2 separate regions of the Zea mays genome follow, and region 1 is linked to region 2. The links are chromatin contacts, called in public Hi-C maps. All regions are on one chromosome and are shown on one strand. The core of a region is the stretch at or near the end of the contact, and the rest is flanking DNA. Distances in the headings are between cores, read along the strand shown. Region 1 holds the start of LOC103635529 (DUF21 domain-containing protein At4g14240). Region 2 holds the start of LOC103635523 (chaperone protein dnaJ 49).

The links. Hi-C and Micro-C count contacts between places; a contact is called where the count stands out from the background.
Region 1: a Hi-C map of tassel shows a contact between it and region 2, with 2.5 times the contacts expected there. The contact joins the promoter of LOC103635529 here to the promoter of LOC103635523 in region 2. A contact is called at or near these places in 3 of 25 Hi-C or Micro-C datasets (ear, leaf and tassel).

What each region holds. Positions count from the first base shown.
Region 1 is chr8:89,457,998-89,462,318 of Zm-B73-REFERENCE-NAM-5.0, forward strand. LOC103635529 (DUF21 domain-containing protein At4g14240) reads left to right here and starts at 1,986. Exons shown (of 13, transcript XM_008657959.1): 1 at 1,986-2,569; 2 at 3,482-3,558. The coding sequence starts at 2,263. It overlaps LOC118473117 (a long non-coding RNA gene), which reads right to left. Exons shown (of 3, transcript XR_004851988.1): 3 at 3,565-3,841.
Region 2 is chr8:89,300,275-89,304,300 of Zm-B73-REFERENCE-NAM-5.0, forward strand. LOC103635523 (chaperone protein dnaJ 49) reads left to right here and starts at 1,816. Exons shown (of 4, transcript XR_557424.4): 1 at 1,816-1,955; 2 at 2,870-4,026.

The DNA.
Region 1 (4,321 bases), core at 736-3,235, 160 kb after region 2:
GTATAGTTTGTTGTTCCTTTCTATTTCAAAAATGTTGAATGTATGTTCGCACTCGCCTAGATAACGTTCCGTCCGTGAAGTCCGAGAAAGTTGCAGGAGAAAGCAACATCTGCTTGGTGGAGGCAAGTGTCCTCTGAACTATTATGTCGTATTTACTTTATAATTCAATGTCCCGCATACTATGGTCAACCTAATGATTGACTAGCTTTCTATTTATCATGTGCTTTATTACCTTTTTGGGTTGGGCTATTATGATCAGCTACATGCCAGTGCTTTACTTTAATCAACGAACATGATGAGAATTAATTTATGATACGATGATTCATTCTGATTATGATTATGAGCTTGTGGCATTTTAGGGGGCTCGTGCTATTTTCCGAGTACCTCTTCCGTAAGGATCTGTTCGTTGATAGACCACCCGAGACAAAAGTACAACCATGAGCGTGGTATGGGACACCCTTAGCTTATTAATTGGAGGAATCTAGGGGTGTAGTTTGCTTCGCCGTTGTGCCATCAATGGGGGCTGGGGCATAATGGTTGCTCTGTTAAGGGTGGTTGTCGAGATTCATTCGATTTGGTTTTGTTAGTCACCCGCCTTAGGGAGGAGTACTGTGTTTGTATAACTAGCAAAACCTAACGGGCGGCTACACACCGAGAGAATCTTTGTAAAGGCTACGTAGCGAGTCCCTAGCCATTCACCTCGGTAGTGAAGATCGGGTCTTGCAACCCTAGCCTGGAAAGGGATCACGACTCATGGGTAAAGTGTGTGACCTCTACAGAGGGTTAGAAACTGGTATGCCAGCCGTGCTCACAGCTAAGAGCAGCCTTGAGATTCTCTTTGATTAGAGATACTCTAGACACATTTATGTTGATGGTTTAGTGATGATGGCTATACTTATAATTTATGGTACTTTCCTCTTTGAGGAGGTGCATTCTTTTGGGATATCAACTTGGGTTCTATGATTAAACTTGACTTCTACTAATGATAAATACCTAAATACCTGACCAATTAAAAGCAACTTCTTTGAGCTAATCTCCACATACAGCTAGTCCTCTTCAACCAAATGAGACATTTGCTCAGTACATTGTTATGTACTCACCCTTACTTAAATACCAAACACAAGGTTGTCCACATTGTAACCATTGCTCAGGAGAAGATGAAGGCAACACACAGGATTTTAGGAGTTTCAGGACTTTGAGGAGTTCTAGACTAGACTAGCGGCAAACCCCCAGTCAACTGCCTGTGAAGATCTTATCTCTACTACGTTTCATTTAGCACTTTGATTTCTGTTTAAGTTAATGACTATATGGATGTTTCAGACATCATGATGTAATAAAACAATACTTCTTTACGCTATTATTTGAGCATTGTGTGATGATGTCCAGTTATGTAATCGCTGTGTACGTGAATTTCTGATCTTGTCACGTATATGATTCGTATTCGGTTTAACTTTCAAAGTCGGGTGTGACAGTAGGTCACCCGAGACATCCACAAACGACATAGAGTCGCCTAAAAATTAAGAGATCAACTCGATAAAGAGTCTCTTGGATTGACAACCAGATCTTGCACCTAGGAGAGGTAAGATCCTAGAGTCGTCTTGGTGTCGACATACCACACAAGACAGATCTTGACGATGTAGAGTCGAATATGAGTGAAGGTTGATATGCGGAAAACTATAACTAGTACTATATTACATCTACTAATAAGACAATAATAACAAAGAAAATAATTGGTTCGATTCAAATGTGTTCGTGAGTTTTCAATCGATCGTACTCCTTCGTATATATAGGAGAGGTCTGAACCTGTTTATAGGCGATAGCTCACAAATATCATACGATTAGACGAATAACAACATACAACGTAAGAATAATCGTTAGAGATAATCTAATCGCGGGGACACATATCGTTTGAGTTCTAAAGACAGAGTCCGTCACTTTTTAATGTTTAACCAATGCATTGTCGCGGACACATCATTTTTATGAATCTAAGCCATCATAAAAGCCTACTTTTCCCATGCCTCTTTCGTAAACTCGAACGCAGCTGTGCCATTGCGAGCACGATTGCGTCCAAACTCGGAATGGCAACCCCCTAGCCGTCCGATCGACCGCCAGCCCCGAGTCCGATCGACCGCGGTCTGCGCCATCTTGTCCTCTTCCTCCCTTCCTGGACGGCTGGAGCTGGACCTGCTTTATTGATTATTGGGTGCCCACGCATCGGGCCGTGGGAGGCGGGCTCTGTTTCAGCCTCGTCAGCCGTGGGCGATGGCGGCGGCGGCTGGGAAGGCGCGGGCGGTGAGCCTGGCCGCGGCGGTGCGTGTGGTGGCGGCGACGGCGCGGCCGGCGTCTAGCGCAGCCGCGGCGGCGGGAGTGGGTGCGATGGCATTGATCGTGCAGGGGGAGGACACGGCCTTCGGGTCTCTGGAGTGGTGGGCGTACGCGGGCATCTCCTGCTTTCTCGTGCTCTTCGCAGGGATCATGTCCGGGCTCACACTTGGACTCATGTCGCTCGGCCTCGTCGAGCTGGAGATCCTCCAACGCAGCGGCACCGACGTCGAAAAGGCTCAGGCTGGTCCGATCCGAACCCCTATCCATTCCCTGCTCTCGTTGTGCTCGATCTGGTTATGAGCGGGTTTGTTATATTGGTAGTGGGGACTGGGGATCACACTGTTGTGGCTTGTTAGTTGTTACATTAGGGAATGGAGATTAGAGCGTCATATACTCTATGGTATTCTCAAGTTTCTCTGCAATTTTGAACATTAGAGCGTCTCTGGTGTATGCGGTGATTTTTTTCTGGCACCTATCGGAAGTCTACTATATTTTGTAGGTAGCGGTAATGACAGTGAGGATAAAATGTGATGGTAATATTGACATATTATTTACATGCAGAAGTGTTTGGAAAGGAAAGTAGAACGATCCAAAAAGGTTATAGTCAGGAATAAGAAAAAGCAGTGTGGATGGGATTCATTCTTTTCTAAGGTTCACCTCGTACTGGTGATATATGCAATGACACATCAGACAAGTGGAAGTGGAAGTAGTATGCAATGGACAATCATAAAAAGTGATCACTCTGGAGTTTCCTGGATCTACCATGTTTGTTTACTAGGGTAGCATGCACTTTTGGTTTTGTCTTACCTGATAATCTTCAGAGCTGCTCTATTACTGAAGGAAATGGCATATCTGGACACCTCAGATCTTTATCAGTTCATCAAATGCATATGGTAGCAATGTTAAATTTTAATATGGCAGCAATTCTGCTTAGTTACTTTGAGTGCCTATACACTGCCTCTTTCAGCATCTCTGGCAATAATTCTGCTTGGTCACTTTGACTGGCTACACGTTGCCTCTTTTAGCATCCCTCTTTAGTTAACAGCAGTTTATTGCTGTTGCCCTGTTGAAGACCAGCTCAATTGTTGTATTTTCCCTTTGACTGATGGTTCTGCTGCCCCTCATGTTTTGTTAATATTTGCCTTGTTTGCTGCAGCTGCCATCCTTCCGGTTGTTCAAAGGCAACACCAGCTTCTTGTCACCCTGTTGTTGTGTAATGCTGTTGCCATGGAGGTAGAGTATTTAGATTACAATCATATCAATTATCACACTATTTTGTACTCTAGAAGTGTATTCATTTGCTAAAAGAATGTATGGTAATATCAGAATTTTTGTTTGAAGCTTCTAATGAATTATCCTAGCATCAACATTTTTTAACTGACAACGGTGGGGAGAGAATCCCCACCTGAATTTCATTGATTATGGTATGACTGAGCCACACCTCAACGATCTCGTTTTTAAAGGAAACGAGGCAAACCTTTACATAATGTTGTGGCAGACCACAGATTACAGACAGCTGCAAGCACAACACAACAAATACTTCAGCAACAAGGAGGAAAACAAAGAAAGCAAACACATTACGAACGGACTTGACGCGAGCAGAACAACAACAACCGAATTCCTGAGGACCTGATCATCAAACAACATACATGTCGGCTAACCCAAACCAATGTAAACCACATCACCCCTTGTAGCAACGCTGCACAGTTGCCTCCCTCCATTGCGCACAACAAGGGGAGGAATCCTTGAAGGCATGAGAGACCATTCAACTGAGTGGGGACTAAGAGTGAGGGAGCATGCCAATCGAAGCTTGTCGAAGAACAACCATCTCCCTTGAAGTTGACGACGAGCACCCACAAACAACACATCCAAGCACCATAAACCGCCATCCCACGCCCTTAAAGGGGAGGAAGCCTTTAAGAGGGAGTGCTAGAACATGGTTCCACCTGGCATAAGATTGATGTCATCCATTGTTTTCAGGTCAGGCGACCAGCTG
Region 2 (4,026 bases), core at 566-3,065:
AACTTAAGTAAAAATACATTTGTTGACACTCTATTCTTTGATGAGGTATTAACTATCATTTTGTCTACGCATTGTATGCGATAGTTGGAGGTTAGGCTTGGTGGTAATCTTTGATTTCTTCTTCCATTTTTGCAGTTGTGTTTGATGTGCAAGACATGACATGATACTATCCACATGAAACTTGCAGGACAGGATTGCACAATGGGGTACAAACAATTTTCCTATTGTATTGCTGTTTTTTTGCTAGGGCACAAAGTCATTGACTTGTGTTTTATCTGTATGATAAATTCATAGATGGCCTATGTTGGTGCTAATGACACTAGGGCTGCAGGGATGGGTGCCGGATTGGTTGTAGGGATGGGTGCTGGTATAGATGTCTAATGATGTTGATGACCGACGTATGATGGGTGTTGTTGGTATAGACAACATATGGATGACATATGGTGGTAGATCCAAGCCTCCTCTTCCGTCGGATGCATCAAGCACTATTTATATTGATGACTTACCTGCAAACTGCACACGACAGGAGGTTTCATATATCGTTCTGTAAAATATTAGTACTATTCTCTGCTAAACATTTTTCTAAATTTGTCTTATCTTTGAACATTTTGTTGAGCTCATTTAAATGTCGTGTTGTACTGTTGGTTTTGCCTTTGTTGAGAGACTTATGATATTGTATTTCTTTTTTTCTTTACCTTTGTGGAAAAGTAACTCACTAGCGAATACACAGCTAGCTCGAATGCCCACCAAGAAACCGTTAGTATCTAAACGTGCTGCTTCGCTTCATTTGTGATGTGCAGCTGTTGGGGACTTGTTCTCAAATGCTATGAATTAAGAACAAGGCAACATAAAATGTTAAATGTCAATATCCTTCGCCCTTCGAAGCATTATTTCCCTAAGGATATAATGATTTTCGGACGAAGGTTATGAAGGACGTACCTTCATCAGCATAAAATATAATAATGAAGAAGAGATCATATGAATCATATAAGTTAACATGAACGGTTATGAATTATTGACAACTCATTTCTATTTTATTATGATGACGGAATAGAAATGATGTCAAATTACAAATGTACCTTCGGATCGCGAGAAGGTAAAAGTACAAGTGTGACGCAAAAGCCAATGTCAAATCAGCGTGAACAGTACGGGGATACTGTTCGCCTATTTATAGGCACGGGTCGCAGCCCATGCAAAATTACATTAATGCCCTTTACATTTATCAATAACTCTATAATAATTTTTCGAGGTTTAATCTGGTTTTTCATCTTTAAGTCGGTTTCTTTTCCTGCCGTTCTCCCGAAGCTCTTCTACACACAGCTTCGGCTCTGCGTAAACCTTCGTGTTCCTTGTGCTTCGTCCTACCGTGGCTCTGATCCAAGTCCGAAGATACCTGTTAATGTACTTTACTCCAAAAACATTGTTAAATCATACTTTTGAGGACCTTCGGAAGCCGAAGGCCCCCAACAACAGCCATTTTTTATTGGCTCAAACCACTATGTATTATTGTAAATGTTTGAAATGTGTTCCTTCAATTAATCCAATTAAATAAGATTTATCGATATAATATTTAAAAATCGTAGCAACGCACGGTCAATTGACTAGTTTCTACAATTAATCCAATTAAGTAAAATTTATCTATATGATATATAAAAATCGTAGCAACGCACGGTCACTTCTAGTTTTTAGTAATACGTGACATGTTTTGCGATTTTTTAATCCCGTTTTAAAAATTTGGCGGTCTACGATTTGTTGCACGGTCCGTTGTGGTTGTAGTGTCTACTGTCTAATCTCGAAAAGGCCCACTCCCGATTCTAAAATATGGAAAAGCCGAGGGGCTTAGCAGAAAATGCAGCGCCATATCCGTGCAGTCTACTCCATTTTTGTTCCCCTCTCCGGTGGCGGCCTAGCGGGGGTGTGGTCTTCCTCGCGTCGCCTCCCCTCGCTCTCATCCGGTGAGCCCCTCCGATCCACCGGTCTCAATCAGCCCCAGCTTTCAAATTTGGAAGTTTCCTCTTAGAATTCGGTCAACGCGCCCGGTTCCCCTTTCGAGTTCGAGGTGTCACGACACATCGAGGTTTAGGAAAGGATTGTTTATGATGGCATCGCCTGTTTCTTGCATGTTGTTTTCCTGTTTAGATGATGCGGAGGGCCGAGTTGGTGTCAGGGTGAGATCTGTCTGCGTGGATAGGAGCTGTTTATGTTGTTGCTTGGGAGTCGTGTGTGGGTCGGACATCCACAGTTGGAAATGTTGAAATCTTCATCCATGTAGATCACTAGATGTTGATTTCATGGGAGTTGATGAAACAGAAGTAACTTCTTTTTTTGTGATAGTTATAATATTTTATTTTTCATGTTTGTTGCTTCCATGATACATTCCACCAAATCCATATATTTCTTGTGAGTTCAGGTCTTCTAGGCTTGTTGGGTATTTTACGTTCTAATTACTTACAACTGGTAAAGAAGTTTAAATTCTTCACCGTCTCTTTCAAAAGGCAGTGAACTCCATTCGAAGAGCTCAAGGTGTCTCCTTGTTGGTGTAGTTCTGAATTGATCAGGCGGTAGTTCTGTTTTGTTTATGACATGCATAACTCATGTGGCTATAGAGGATCCGTCTAATATTTAGCCCCCCTTTGGAACGCCAGAAATTTTCGTGTTCCTTGCTTTTTTCCTGTGAAATGAACCGATTTCTGTGAAATTCCTGTGATGTTTTTGTACTCTTTGCCTACAACTTGTTTATGACTACTAGATTTCTAAGCTGAGATTTAGATATCACTTCACTTCATCTCATGGAAATTGGTGTTTGTTAGCCAGTTTTATTACATGATAGTTTGCTTTGTTTTGTTAATCCAGTATTCTTGTTTCACAGGTCATCAGTTTGAGGTTTCAACCTATTTCACCAGAGCTGATTGGACTCATGGATGGGAACAAAGATGAGGCATTGAGATCTGTCAAGCTTGCAAAATCTGCATTTGCATCTGGGGATAGGCAGCGCGCAGAAAAATTAATTAAAATTGCTCAAAGATTGGACCCTGGTCTTCCACTTGATGATTTGCTGAGCCCAGTTGAGAAGGTTGGCATCCTGAATATTTCTACTTGCAAAGACAAGACTGAAAGAGGACAAGCTCTTTTATACCCAAAAACAACAAAAGAATCTGTTGGTCCTTTAAATGTTGATAAGGCTTACACTGAGGAGAATATTAGAGTGGTTCAGGATATCAGGAAAAAGAAGGATTACTATGCAGTTCTCGGAGTAGAGAGAAGATGCACTGTGGAGGAAATTAGGAAGGCATACAGGAGGTTATCACTGAAGGTTCATCCTGACAAGAACAAGGTTCCTGGGGCAGAAGATGCTTTCAAGATGGTAAGCAAGGCTTTCAAGTGCCTAAGCAATGATCAGTCGCGGAGGACTTATGATCAGACAGGCACCACTGAGGACCATGAATTCAATGAGCAATATCCCAATGTCATGAGGCGGGGAGCTGCTAGGCGGAGAAGGCCAGCAAGAAGTGGCTTCTATAACTATGAAGAAGATTTTGATCCAGATGAGATATTCAGGTCCTTTTATGGCACCCATGATAATATGTTCCATCCCCAGTATACCTACAGGGCTAGGGGAACAGGCAGGCAACAGCAACAGAGAAGGGAGCATTCAGTGGAGGGTGGTTCCAGCATAAATCTAACAGTGTTTATTCACCTTGTAGTAGTACTGTTTATTGTTTCGCTTGCATTTATTCCAGCGCGTCAAGCTGAGTATTCGCTGCAACAGACAAATTACTTCCCCATTTCAAAGGTCACTCAAAAACAAGGAGTGGAGTACTTCGTCAGCAAACAAGATTTTGATCAGCAGTTTCCACAGGGTAGTCAGTCTAGAGAGAATCTTGAACGGCATGTTCTGATGGACTATAAGAGTATGCTTGGAAGATATTGCCATGTGGAACTCCAACGTCGTCAATGGGCCAAGGACTACCCTACACCTCGCTGTGACAAGCTAAGGGAGCTGTCTGTGGCGCAGAATGTGCATAT